Regions from separate parts of the Pan troglodytes genome. Here region 1 is linked to region 2. The links are chromatin contacts, called in public HiChIP or PLAC-seq maps. All regions are on one chromosome and are shown on one strand. The core of a region is the stretch at or near the end of the contact, and the rest is flanking DNA. Distances in the headings are between cores, read along the strand shown. Region 1 holds the start of MFAP3L (microfibril associated protein 3 like). Region 2 holds the start of NEK1 (NIMA related kinase 1).

Evidence for each region. HiChIP or PLAC-seq counts read pairs in DNA pulled down with a chosen protein or histone mark.
Region 1: an H3K4me3 HiChIP or PLAC-seq map of stem cell-derived excitatory neurons shows a contact between it and region 2, with 3 times the contacts expected there. The contact joins the promoter of MFAP3L here to the promoter of NEK1 in region 2. A contact is called at or near these places in 1 of 7 Hi-C or Micro-C datasets (stem cell-derived neural progenitor cells) and 1 of 1 datasets of contacts at active chromatin or transcription factors (stem cell-derived excitatory neurons).

What each region holds. Positions count from the first base shown.
Region 1 is chr3:171,694,055-171,701,243 of NHGRI_mPanTro3-v2.0_pri, reverse strand. MFAP3L (microfibril associated protein 3 like) reads left to right here and starts at 1,633. Exons shown (of 4, transcript XM_063809990.1): 1 at 1,633-2,048.
Region 2 is chr3:171,283,560-171,290,933 of NHGRI_mPanTro3-v2.0_pri, reverse strand. NEK1 (NIMA related kinase 1) reads left to right here and starts at 4,947. Exons shown (of 36, transcript XM_526727.7): 1 at 4,947-5,443; 2 at 5,522-5,645.

The DNA of each region.
Region 1 (7,189 bases), core at 384-2,883, 410 kb before region 2:
AGCATGGCCATGTGAGAACATACCAGCTAACACCCCTTTGACAGCGGCAATCATCAGAGAGGATGACAGCTCTCGGGAAGAAAAGACCACAGAACACCTACAATGGGGCGGTGCAAAGGATGAGAATCTGGAGGAGGAGGATGAGAAGAAACAGTCAGAGAGAGAGGTAGGAGAACCAAGAAAGATTAATGTCATGACAGACTCAGGAACAGAAAGCTTCAGATGGATGGAAGTGGCAGTACAGACTGCTGAAAAGACATCTTGTCCACCTTTGTAAGGCTAGACTATTTGTGGTGTGGATGTCAAGGGGTACCTGGGCAAGTTCAAGGGCACTGCTCAGGGCATACCAGCAACAATGGATTCTCAAAGCACAGGAGGAGGATGAAGGGGACACTCCAGCACAAGCTAGGATTCCATGGTGGAAGCAGCTAAGTAAATGTATTCTTCCAGGAGTGACCTTCCATAGAGATAGTGTCCCTGACCACGCTGAAGCTGAACTGGAGCTGGGCAAGGCAGAGAGGTTCAAATGAAGGGTGACTCCCACTATCACACCAAGCCCCACTGGGCAGCTGACCTGCCTGCCCATCCTCCTCCTCCTTAGACAGAAAACAGCGAATTCCATTCGCCTTTCTGCTCTCAATGAAAGGCTCTCTTTGGGTTCTTTACTAATCTACAATCTGTAAAAGTACTTTCCCTGTGACTTTTCTCCATTTCAGTACTGTCTTCTCTAAATGAGAATTAAAAGCAAGTTCCCCACACCGACCTCAAGTGGTTTCTAAGATAGCAAGAGTGCATTTTGCAGGTTGTCTGAGAATTTAAAAGAGATGGGGGAGGGGAGGAAATAGAGTCAGAGTGAATGCAGAAATGCTGGAGAAGAAAACGGGATATAATACTGCGGAATATTTTAATAGTGGGGACACAAATGTAATAATTAATAAAGCAGGTGGAAAGTTCGCGCTGTGGTGCAATTGTAAAGAATGCTTATTAAATACTTAAAAACAAAGAAAATTTACGTTTCTCAAAAGGACAGCTGAAAAATTCCTTGAGCTAAAATGTGTTGCTATTCAAGATGCCATAAAACTAATGTTAAAATATGATATCTCATTTCAATCTTTTTGGGGGAAAAAATCAGGCTTTGACTCACTCATACGACAGATCCCACGCACCCACCCACCAACATGGCCCTTGGCATGGGCGACCTGCCCACGTGTCGATGCAATCGTGCCTCTCTAGAGCCCTGCTTCCATCCGTTTCCCGAGCTTCGATGTCGTGACGAGAGACCGCGGCTACATCAACCTTGGGCAACCAGATGCAGCCGCGTGCGGCAGCCTGGCACTGCCCGGAGCATGCTCAGTCTGGTCCTGACCCACTTCTGCAGGTCCGACCTCGGGGCGTGGGGTCAGAGGCACTACTTTGCCAGTTTGCCAGGAACAGAGAGGAGCAGAGAGACTGAGAGTTGCTAAAGCTCCTCTCTTGGCACAGCAATCCCTGACCCGGCGGCGGAACATGCCCAGTCTGGCTGCCGGAGCCGCCGGGAGCGTCAATGTGGAAAGTCCACCTTTCCGGGTTTTCGCAGCAACCCACCGGGAAGAGGGCGGTACGGGAGTAAAAAGGCCGGAGGGGGGTGTGGCCAAGAGGGCGGACACTAAAAAGCCGGGGGAAGGAGCCTGGTCCCGCCCCAGAAATTGAGAGTCTCTGTTCTCTTTTAAAATTAAAAAAAAAAAAAAGGGAGATAAGGAGGAGAAGAAGCCACTAACATTGCAGGATCGTGTAGCGAAACTTCTGTAGGTACTTAATAATTTTAGAATACTCTACTTTTTAATTAAAAAATCACCTTATGGTTCATTAGAAAAAACGTGGAAATTACAAGTAATATTTTTAAAGAAAATGAAAAAAAAATTCCTGGAACCCCACCACTCAGAAAGTCACCAGGGAACGGCCCGCTGGGTTTTCTTCCAGACTCTTCCATCTGTGGACTTTGCTTTAAGAGACGTTTAAGACTTACAGCGCAGTCGCCCGGGAAGGCCTGAGAAGCTTTCGGAAGCAAGGTGGTTTGCTCGTGATTGCATTTGATTGCAAGGAGACAGGGTAGGCTTGGGGGTGGGTTGACTGGTTCCCATTTAGCGCCCCAGGATGGGACCCTAAGAAGCCTTTTCCTGGGTGTCTTTGAACACGCGTGCGATGCGACGCCCACAGAAGTTGCGGTGGAAGCCCCGGGCGGGAGAGAGAGCGGAGTGAGAGTCCCGCGCTGCCGCGGAGGCCCTGGGCCTGCGGGTGTGGGGCTCTGGGGGCCGCCGAGGCCCGGCCCAGAGGCTGAGCGGACTGAACGCGGGACTCCCCGGCAACTACAGCCTCCGGTGGCTCCTCCGCGGGGCGGCTCCTCCGCGGGGCTGCTCCGCAGCTCCGACTGGCTCGCACCGCACCGCCCGCCCCGCTGCCCCCGCCCGCGGCTGCCGCGAAAACCCGGCGGCTATACCCGCGCCTCCGCGCCGCCCGGCGAGCCGCACTGGGCATGCTCGGCCCCGGCCGGCCCAGGCGCCTGTAGGTGGGAAGCTCCGCGCTCCCCGGCAGCCGGCGGCGCAGCTCGCAACGCTGTGAGGCGCCGGCGGAGGCGGTTCGCCCGCAGTAGGCGCTACCAGGCGTCCGGCGCAGAGTGCGGCGCAGCGGCCGCTGTCGGGCTGGCCATGGCGAGGGGTGCACGGCGGCCACCTGAGTGGCGCGGCGGTGTCAGGTTAGCGGGGGCGCCCGGCGGGCCGGGGCGGAGGGGCACGGGTGGGAGCCAGCCCCGCACCGGGTCGGCGGCCGAGTCGGCGCCGGGGCCGCGGAACTTTCGGGTGTTTGGGCTGGCTGAGACTGCGGCGGAGGCTGCGCCGCGAGACGCCGCAGGGTCCGGGCAGCGGGCTCCAGGGGGTCGCAGGATGCTTCGAGATCCGTGCGGGGCGGGGGCTGGCCGTTTGGGGACTGCCGCATCCCGGGCTCGAACCGTAACCTTCCGAGGGCTAGGAGCGCGGAATCCACTGCCAGCTGCCGGCGAGCCTCCTAGGTGTCGTGGGGGAAGGGGACGCCGAACAGCCGTGGGGGCTTTCGCTGGGCTCTGGATCTCTCGCAGCGCTGTGCCTCAGTTTCCCCGGACAGGGAGGAGCGTGCGCTGGCCAGGGCTCCGGAGAACGTGAATGCGGGTTCCGCGTCGGGAGGGCACCGTGTCCTGATGCCGCAGGAGTGCGGGCGGCTGTGGGTGCTGCGAGCCGCCGCCTCGCTACTGAAGCTCTCGGAGTTTGTCGCATTTGACTCCATAACAAGTTGACATCGAATTGCTTCATGGCGTGGAATGGGGAAACGTGCTTCATCGGATTAAAATACAGAGTGATTGCAGAACCGATTTATTTTAAGCTTGATCATTAAGCTGTCTTCTCCAGCCCTGAAAAAAAAAACTTGCAAGCTTTATAAAGCAAGGTAGCAAAAAAAGGTTTGTAGGTGTATTATCTGCTCACATTGTAGAAAACAGTTAAGATACGATCGAACTGTCATTATTTTTAAGGATACTTAGCAGAAAAGTTTGGTTACTGTGGCAATCTTTATTTTGCGTTATCTTCGATTTAATGTTAAAAACTTGGAAACCGAGCATTGCAGAAGCTCAGTGTTTTTTGTAGTTTTCTCACTTTTGTTTCTAGATGAAACACATTTTTTTCAGTTGCTACTATGCTGAACATAGTAAAATCCTTCAAGATGAAATACAAGATGGAAAAAAATGTCTTTTCATGAGACCATAAGTTATAACAGTGTAGTTCTTCTGACATTTTACTTACACAGAAAGTGCAATTTGTAGGTCCCAGTGTGGTTTCTACAGTTGTTTATTCCTAAAACATTTAGTACCATTAACACTATTAGGATTATTGTATCTAATAGGGGCAAGATAAACAATCCTGTTCTAGTGGGAACTAGTTCTGCTAACTAAAGCTAAATTCTCAAGCCTCTTTTCTATAAGTACCACTTAGTGGGTTCAGTTGTTTTATTCATTAAGCTTATTACAAAACAATTGTTTACATTCTTTATAGACCTTAATAGACTTTAGAAATGCATTGACTTTTCATTGAGCTGTGGGTAGGCTTTAAGGTTGGTGCTTGCTTGCAAGCCTGAGATGGCTCCAGCTCTAATTCTGGATACTCTCTGGGGTGACTTCCCCCAGTATAGAGTTGGCTCTGTCCTGTGATGCTGCATAACCGAGGTTTAATAATAGGAAAGGCTTGAAACATCCAGACAACAGCAGTAGCAACAACATGATTACCATTTTTATGAATTAGAACCTGCAGTCCCCCATTTTAGCCAAATAGTCTGGTTGGTGATGTTCACTCATCCTAAATTTATTTCTAAATACATTTATAGAAAAATAAGTTTGAAAACTCCAACACAAATATTGAATAATTGTGCTTCTCTTTTCTATAAAAATGTATCAAGTTTAAAATCTTTCATGAAGTACTGCCTGCATGTACACCTTATCCTGAACAGCAGGTCTCATATCCTCAGGTGACATTCCCCAGTAGAAGTAGCTAGAGTCTCCCCTTAGCCTTGGGTTCTTCCTGACCTGGAGGAAGCAGCAAGGCCTCAGTTTACTTTTTGTGAATGTGAGGTTTAATACAGATCAATAGGCCCCCTTCTCGATCCACAAATCCTAAGTACAAATCCTAAGTATTTTCTCAGTGTTAAGAGACACGATGAAATTTAATCAAAGACTTACTTACATACTGCCCTTGGCTTCAAAAAGTCCACATTTCCCTAACCTAAAACTCAAAAAAACAACAGGAGTTAGGTTGAAAAGGGGTTTTATTACTGCTCATGAAGAAAAAAATAGACTTTGTAGGCATGTTACCAAAAAAGGTGATCATTTCTTCTCTTTTGTAGTTAACTATTGGGTTCTTGCAGCTCACTTGCTAGGCACGTGATTTTTAGGTTTATTTCCATGTGTTTAGATTTCTAGACTGTATGATGTTGTTGGTGACATTAGACATTTACAGCAAATTACTCCCTTTAAAAATAGATCTACCCCCCAATCCCTGTGACCTTAATTTATCCAATTCCTATTTGGCTTGCAATTTAAATACTCGAGGCATTTTAAATTGTGCTTAATTTGGACTTTTTATTCTACTTTTTAATGCAAGAACTTTTAGATACTGGAATACAAATAAATATTGTAGCCAAGTTGCTTTTAACCTCAACACAGCCTAGCCAGATTTGTTAAACAAGTGTTAGTTTTTGGAATTTAGAAATCATGCAGATACTATCACTCCCCTAAGTTGGCATCTAACCCAGCACTTAGGGTGTGACTTGTCTTTCCTAGCCAAGGCCAGGAGGACACTTAAAACTTTGACAATGTTTTCAATCTATGGCATATCACATTGCGGTTAGAAATGGCCTTAAAATGCCAGTGGTTAATTTTAAGTCTGGTATAATACCTCCCTGGCATGGTTGAAAGATGGTTACAAAGGGTTTGGTTGATTATGTCATGGTGTAACCACTTAAGAGCTATCAGAAGTAGTTTATAAGTTATGCTCCAAACAGAAGTCCTATGAATGTATTGGTCTTGCCTCTGCTTCCACCTGAGGTCTTTACTCATTAAAATATCACATTATTTTTTTTCCACAAACTTTTATAGTTAGACTCCTGAGGCCACAAAAATGAGTAAGAGTAAGTCACAGTCGAGTCAGGGAGATATGCTTGAGGACAAATAAAACACAGTACAGGATGAGTGCTCCAGAGAGGGATGCACATGGGACTGAGGAGGTGGGGAAATGAACCCCATAGATTGGAGGAGGAGAGGACCTCATGCTTGGAGTGACATTTCCATGGGAAAAGTCATGATATTTCATTAAGGAATGCCCAAAGAATTAGAAGTCTTCTAAGCAGAGTAGACACTCCAGGAAGAAGGAACATCATTGGGATAGGCAGAATAATGCCCCCCACCAAAGGTGTCCACTTTGGAACTTGGCAGATGTGATTGAGTTAAGGGTCTTGCCATGGGGAGGTTATTCAGGATTATACAGGTGGGCCCAATGCACTTCTGTGGTGTGGGAGTTCAACGTGGGTCTTAGTGGGCAAAAGTCAGAGACTCTGCAGGGCGTTGTTCCTTTGGGAAGCCCTAGGGGAGAATCTGTTTCTTTGCCTTTGCCACCTTCTAGAGGCCACCCCCATTCCTTGTTTTGTAGCCCCATCCGTCTTCAAAGCTCAGAGCAGCCAGTCCAATCTTTCTCTTGGGGCATCACTCTGACGCTGACTTCTGCTTCCCTCTTTCACGTGAAAGAACCTTTGTGATTACATTGGGCCCACCTGAATGATGGCTTGTTAAGACCTGTTTGAACTTCCGTGCCCCAGAACTGCAAAATAAATTTATGTTAAATCCCTCAGTCTGTGGAAATCTGTTACAGGAACCATGGAAAGCAAATACAGCCATATCCACTGAAAGGTTTGGTGCAATGGACTAATAGGCAAGGGCAGGAGGAGGGGAACAAAGTGGTCCTTTTACTGTGATGAGCTCAGTGTCATGTGAAGGAGTTTGGATTCTGTCCTATTATAGAGAAAATATGGGAAACCAGAACATGAAATGGAACAGACCGATGCCAGATTTACTTCCTAAAAACGCAATGGATAACTAAACCCCAGGTTTCACAGGGCAGCTTGATAAAGGAAGTCCAACAAGAGGTGGTCAGTGGCCAGTAGAGGTCTGGAACCAGCATGCTGTAATTCAGGTCTCTGGATTCATCTGAAATGGCAGCATTTGTATGCATGTATGAAATTAATAGCTTAAAACTTTTACTCACAATAAGAAGGACATCATAAAGCAGAAGAGGCAAGTCACATTTCACTTTGTTTCTGCTCATTGTCCTCTAACAGTAATCAGCTGTTCTGCTGTCTGCGTACCATGCACACGTGAGCAAGGAGCTGTGAAAGCTAAAATTTAACATAATTAACTTGAGAATGATGAGATTTCACATGGGCCAACTCTGACCAGTTGGTAATAGCTGCTTGCAATGTCATGGGCTTGTACTGGTTCAGCTGGGAAAGTGCCACAATCAATCACCAATGTTTGCGATGGGCTCCATATTTGACGTTGGTGTTGGGGGATGTGGGAGTTGACAGCTATAATACTACATAAACTAACTTTTGGGTTTGAATATTAGAAATCTAGTAATTCTTT
Region 2 (7,374 bases), core at 3,698-6,197:
CTTGACTTCCTTGGCTCATTGTCCACTTCCTCCATCTTCAAAGCCAGCAATGGAAGGCTGAATGTTTCTCATATCATATATAAGTCCCCCTTGCCATGTAATCTAATATATTCACTGGTTCCAGGGATTGGGGCGGTGGGGCAGGGGGTGTTATCTTGCCTACCATAGGGTGCTTAAATTCATCTTTTAACCACAAGTCTCAGTATGCATTTTTTAAAAGGCCCCCAGTATACAGGAAGTATTTGGAGACATAGCAAAATAAGTTATATGAAAAGGGTCAGTTTCTTCTACTGTAAATCAGATTTTTGGGCTAGGACTGGTTGGAGTTTAAGTTAATAACAAATACTCAACCAATATTTAAATTAGCTTCACACTTCTGCCACCAATCAACCAACAAAACTCTTGGGGCCTCAAGGAAAGGGAAAAAGGACAAAAAGATTGACTCACAGTGTAAGAGTTTACCAATTACAACCAGGTGTAGGATAGCCTGTTCACTAGTATATCTGGAACCCTGGCAGATTGAAACAAGAGAAACAAATGATAGACATTACCAGTGAGTGGAGGTGGTATAAACCTTGCCCTCTGCCAGCAATTCTCTCTCTGGGAGTGGCAAGTTGTATGATGCTATTTTATAGAAGTGGCAAAGTAAAGAGCACTGGGAATCATATCTCAGTTTCTTCTATCTTGCTCCCTGGACCAGTAAAGTTACTCTGAACTTTCCTTGAAATAAAAAACCTAGAAATAGGATTACTTACCATAACAACTTAAAAGAATACACTTTAAAAAAGTTGCACAGAAAAACCAAACAAGATTGTATAGCTCTACTTCATGTATTTGTGAGTTGTTTCAGAAAAAGAACTTTGATCTTGAAAGGCGCGGTGGCTCATGCCTGTAATCCCAGCACTTTGGGAGGCTGAGATGGGTAGATCACCTGAGATCAGGAGTTCAAGACCAGCCTGCCCAACATGGCGAAACCCCATCTCTACTAAAAGTACAAAAATTAGCTGGGCATGGTGGTACGTGCCTATAATTCCAGCTACTCGGGAGGCTGAGGCAGGAGAATTGCTTGAACTCGGGAGGCGGAGGTTGCAATGAGCCAAGATCACTCCACTGCACTCCAGCCTGGTGACAGAGTGAGACTCTGTCTCCAAAAAAAAAAAAAAAAAAAAAAAAAATTAGCCCAGTGTGGTGGCGCATGCTTGTAATTCCAGCTACTCAGGAAGCTGAGGCAGGAGAATCACTTGAACCCGGGAAGTGGAGGTTGCAGTGAGCCGAGATCACGCCACTGCACTCCAACCTAGGTGACAAGAGTGAAACTCTGTCTCAAAAAGAAAAGAAAAAGAACTTTGATCTTATTGTTTATGTTTCAGACACATTGGAAAGAGAGAGAATAGAAGGGATTAAAACATTCTATTATGAAAATAGTAGCATGGTTCTAGTCTAGAATTTCCTCCTGATTCCACTAGCATCATAGAAGTGAAAATGACCTTTTCTTGTCTTTTGTCTTTTCCCCAAAGATAACAAGAAGTTATCCGAAATAGCTTTGCACTTCTAATTACAATTCGAGACCTTTGACATGGCAAACAGTCTTCCAGTTTAGTGTGATTGTTTCCCACAAAACTGCCTCAGTAGGACTTGATACACTCAAAGCTCTTTCAGCCAATCATATCCTGAAAACAGTCTCATGAAGTGACTCATTTCTCAGGCTGCACACAACTAAGGGCACAGTGTTTTGTTTAATTCATCCTAGATACAGATTATGATCATTCTTTTCAGATGGTGGACTCATCTGTGAGCCCTGGCAGGTGACCCCATTCAGAAAGCCAGAAACTCAAAAGCTGACTAGATGTTGTATCTTTGCATATGGAGCTGGGCCTACCAGATTAAGATCCAGAAATTCAGTAGGCTGCTACAGTTTAACTCGTAGCTACGCAGAGTTAACAGTGAGTTCAAACCACATAAGGCTAGAGTAGACTTTCAGGAACGTGGCTTAAATAACTAAAAATTTCTCGCCTAGAATGTAGCAAGATGGAGTACTAAATGCCAAGACATTGACTTTTTTTTCTCCCTTGGATTTGAATATTACATGTCTGTAAAAGATCTGGATTTTAGAGAATGCTTTTCTTCATATTTAGTATTTTAGGCCCTTCTCTAATCACAAAAGATTGTAGGTAAGTATGCATGTTCTCACTCACAGGTGGGAACTGAACAACGAGAACACAAGGACACAGGAAGGGGAACATCACACACCGGGGCCTGTTCTGGGGTGGGAGGAGGGGGGAGGGATAGCATTAACATGTTAAATGACAAGTTAATGGGTGCAGCACACCAACATGGCACATGTATACATGTGTAACCTGCATGTTGTACACAAGTACCCTAAAACTTAAAGTATAATTAAAAAAAAAGATTTTAGGTGAGTATAATCAGAACTTATGCCTTCATAAATACATGGTCTTTTAATAAAATCATTTACATAATAATTTCACAAAGGGAAAATAGTGTAGTTCTATACCAACCATTTGCTCTAATTTGTTATTCTCTATTTTGTTTCACCTTGCTGCCTGCTTTCTAGAAAGAAGGAATAACAATATCCATTCCTTGAATATGTTTGTCCCCATCATCTAACATATAGTGCTTAATTGTGAATGCATGGCAGAATATATTTCTGAAAAATCTCTAGTAGAATAGCTTAGGCATACTGCTAGTCCCCTTCCATTTAATATATTATACTACCACTATTAATAAGGAGTTAAGAAATTTTCATAACCAAGACATAGGAGTGTTAAAGTGAAAAAATATGCATACGTTTTGACCCAGCAAACCTACTTTTAGAAATCTATCCCACAGAAGTAATTATACCATTGGAAACAATATGTCTACTGAATGGAGTAGATTTTGGTATAGCCATATCATGAAATATCAATATCATTCACAAGAATTAGTTGATATCCGCATAGATGTTCATATACTATTAAATTTAAAAATGTACGTTGCAAAATAATATGTATACTATAGTCCCGGCTAGGCACAGTGGCCCACGCCTGTAATCCCAGCACTTTGGGAGGCCAAAGCAGGCAGAATTACTTGAGCTCAGGAGTTCAAAACCAGCCTGAGCAACATGGTAGAACCCATCTCTACAAAACACACACGCAAGAAGCCTGGGCAACATGGCAAAAACCCTATCTCTACAAAAAAAATACCGAAATTAGCCAGGTGTGATGGCACGCACCCGTGGTCCCAGCTGCTCAGGAGGCTGAAGTGGGAGAATCACTTGAGCCTGGAAGGCGGAGGTTGCAGGGAGCTAAGATCGCGCCACTGCACTCCAGCTTGGGAAACAGAATGAGACCCTGTCTCCAAAATAAATAAATAAATAAAAGACTAAGACTAATATATAAAATATAAAAATGCATGCTTGTGTTTTTAGGAACTTAGAGAAAAATGTAGATGATATTAATTAACTGTTAACATTGGTTTCGTGGAGGACAGCACAGAAGAGAGCTCTGGGAAGGAGACGATAGGCTTTATCTTTGTGTACTTGTGTTACTGGCTTGTTGCAAGAAGCAAAAACTTTTTTGTTTGAAAGAAAAGTCCAATAAAATATTTAAAGAAAAAGAAGCCCCAAAGCACTCTTGTTTAAAAATAAAAAAAATTCAATTGTACAGGGGTATATAAACCAGAAAGGGAAATCAGGTAATCTTCTTAGGTAACCTGCTTTATTTACTCATCAATATATCAATGGTATCTTTGTATGTCAATAAAGTAGATCTTGATTACTCTTTTAAATGGCTGTAGAGTATTTCATTGTTTGGATATATTATAATTTAATCAATTCTTTATTGTTATACATTTACAGTATTTCTAGTTTTTCTGGTTATAAACAATAACGGTTATCCTTGTATATAAATCATTGCTCACTTGTCCCAGAAGTTAAATTGCTGAGTCAAAGGATATGCATACTGCTAGCATACCTTCTAGAAAGACTGTAGCAGTTTGTAGTCCTACCAATAGTTTATGACATGAGCCTAAAGAATTATCTAAGGAGGTTAGCTGACTAGCCATTCTTCCTGTAAGCAGCAAAAAGAATTTGCTTAGATTAGTAATTGGCAACATTTCACTTCACTTTGATGTACAAAAGGATGTGGGTAGAACTACAATTGTGCATTCAGACACGAAAATTCCTACTAACTGGGGGTAGGAGGGCCCACAGGAGTGTAGACTAGAAGTAGAAAGAATGAGGAAAATAAGTCTTTTGTAGCTGTATGGCGATTGAAGAGGAGATAAAACAAACTCTCCAGCTTTTCAGGTTGGGTGACTTGCAGCGCCATCGTCTGGCAAAGCCGCCAAAATCTTTCAATGTCCCTAGGAATAAAGTTGCCCTGAGTAGGGCCACTCAGGATGACACCAGATGATATCCCTTATTATAGTTTTAGGGGAATCTCTTCCTACCTTCGCCAGTCCTGCAGTGAAAAAATGTACTTAGACTGCTGTACATTTCCAAACCCTTCAACATACAGACAAGTAATTTATACATACATTAGATGTAAAGGTGTAGAAAACCCCATACAGCTTTTAAAAAATATCTCAAGACTTAAACATTCTTCTGTTTCAACCATCCAAGATATAATAGGAAAAGACTTGCTTTTTAAAGCAAAATTGCTCTTTAAAATGTGGCATCCCTAAGTAGTGCGCTTTCATGTAAAATAAAAAAGTCCCTTTCTCGGTGTAGTAGCTGTGGGAAAATTTTATATGCTTTATATTCCAAATTGGTTTCAACTAGTGAGTTCTCTCCCGCATCTCTGCATGACTCTTAACAGCTTTACACTCTCTCCATCCTTTTCATCTCTCCCGTCTCCTCCTTTCTGTCTTCCCGCCTGCGGAGCCCGCCCCTCCCGCCCCTTCCGCCCCTTCCGCCCCTTCGCACAGCACCCTGCCCGCCCCTTCGCACAGCACCCCGCCCGACCCTACGGTTCTAGCCCAGCCTCAGTGCTCCTTCCCAGCCGCCTCCGCTGCGTGCCGCCTTCCACGCGCTGACGTCACACGCCAGCGCCGGTGACGCGCCGGCCGCTCCCCCTTAGTCCGCATTCGCTCCAGGGTTTTGGGACCCTAGGTTGCGGAGTCCTTACCCTACCCTGGCCTCTCGAGCAGTTGTCCCCATAACTCGGAATCTAGAGCCGCTGTTGCGAGGCAGGAGCACGTGGCAGTCAAGTAGCTTCCCAGTCCCGAACGCCGCCCGTCCCCACCCCGCCGTGGCCACTAGCAACGACCTCTGTGAAGTTGGAGAGGCGGTAACGGAGGCACTCCCCCTGCTGCACCCCGCCGTTTCTACGGGGCTCAGAAACCAGTTTGTTTGTTTCGTCGGGGTAGTGTCGACCTGTCTTACGGGCGTCGCCCGAGGCAGGACGGAGTCAAACCCGTGGTATCAACTGAAGACGAGTGTCAGGTGTGGAGAGTCTCAGTGCCCCCTTTCAGTCTGGACTGTGAGCTGCTGCTGGTTAGACAGACTTGGTTTCTCTTTCAGGATGTCATTTTCAAAATGCGGGATGGTACCTCTGCTTTATTAAGCCCCGTAGGAAGACTGCCACACCTAGACTGATGCTTATTAGTCATCACCGTTATTCCTACTAACGTCCTGTGTCACTGAGGTGAGTTCCACTTGGGGGAAGGAATGACATGCAAAATGGTAAAAATCATCCTGGAAATGAGATGTGCGTAGAACTGCTTATATTGAGATTACACAGATACCTTAAGTGTTTGCAGGGAAAATACCTTAATCTCATTTAAATGTTAATTCTCTAAGACACTCTGTATTACAAAGCGATTCTTGGACATTACGGTATTTTTAAAAACTAGAGCGGTAATGGGATTAAAATAATAGGAATCTTAGTATGGATAAGCAAGCATTTGCATTGCTTATGTTGTGTCCAATCTTAAATTACTGATAAATTTTAATTAGGAAGCGAATATGAGTAGTAGTTAGCTGGTTACCCTGTAATCTTAGATTTCCGTTTCCATGATTTGACACAGTTTCCATATGTAAGGCATTAATTGTTGTACTACTTTAAGAGTTTATCATAACTTTTTTTGCAGGCCTATTTTTTGTTCTTTAAGATCTGCTTTAGGAAGCAGAAATTTTTTTATTGCCTTGGTATGTTTCATTAGAAATGTTTATGAAGGATTAAAAGTGGCATCCAATCTAAGTTAATGACCTTTTTTTATGATGCAGCAGTATTGTAGAGCTGATGGAGGGGAGCCAAATTTGGAGAGAAGTAACTCCTTGTTTCTAGTTTACATTTGTCTGGTATTAGAGGTTCTACAGATCTGTTTCACTTAAAATATCCATTGTTCTAGGTGAAATGTAAGGAGCCTATTTTGTGGGAAAACAGGTTTTTTTCACGTTAAAAGTCACTGTCAGGAATTTAATAAAGGTCGTCGGACTTGACCACAGAAGTTCTTTTGAGGTCGTGTGAATAGTACATTGACATTGTATTCCAAGTAAATTTTGCCCTGTCTAATCTCCTGCCTTCTAGTCTAAGTCATGAACATGACACCTTTTCACGAATGTAAATTCTTTATTTACCTGTTGGTAGTTTCTACTACAAAATCTGTTGAATATTGTCTGAATAGACTTACAGAGAAGAAAAAATATTTTGAAAAAAGTCTAATAGAAATTCCATTTTTGCTTTCTGCTTTTTCGAATAAAGGAAAATAAAGAACTTTTTTCCTGAGAAGATAAATGGATCCCCTCCCACTATTCAAGATGGTATTTATTGCTTAGGGAGAACTGTATGTATGGATTGTAGCCGCATACAGCGCCAAAAGACTTCTTGAAACCTGTTGCCATGCCTTTACCATGTTTCCCTTCAAGACAGCCTGTCTGTAGAATATCTGAAACACCTGATGAGAGCTTAATGCTTAACCTAAGTATGTGTTCCAGATTGATCGAAGTTGAGCTTTTCCATTCATATACTCTAAAATTGTTTATATGTGGCTCACAAAATTTTATTATGTCCAAAATTGCTTATTTGTTGCTTTAAAGAAATTCTTAGTGGCTGGGTGCGGTGGCTCTTGCCTGTAATCCCAGCAGTTTGGGAGGCCACGGTGGGTGGATCACTTGAGGTCAGGAGGTTGAGACAAGCCTGGCTGACCTGGCGAACCCATATCTACCAAAAATACAAAAAATTAGACGGGCGTGGTGGTGCGTGCCTGTAATCCCAGCTACTTGGAAGGCTAACACAGGATAATTGCTTGAACCCGGGAGGCAGAGGTTGCAGTGAGCCGAGATACTGCCACTGCACTGTAGCCTGGGCGACTGAGTGAGGCTTGTCTCAAAGAAAAAAAAAAAAAAGAAAGAAATTCTGGGTCAGACGCTGT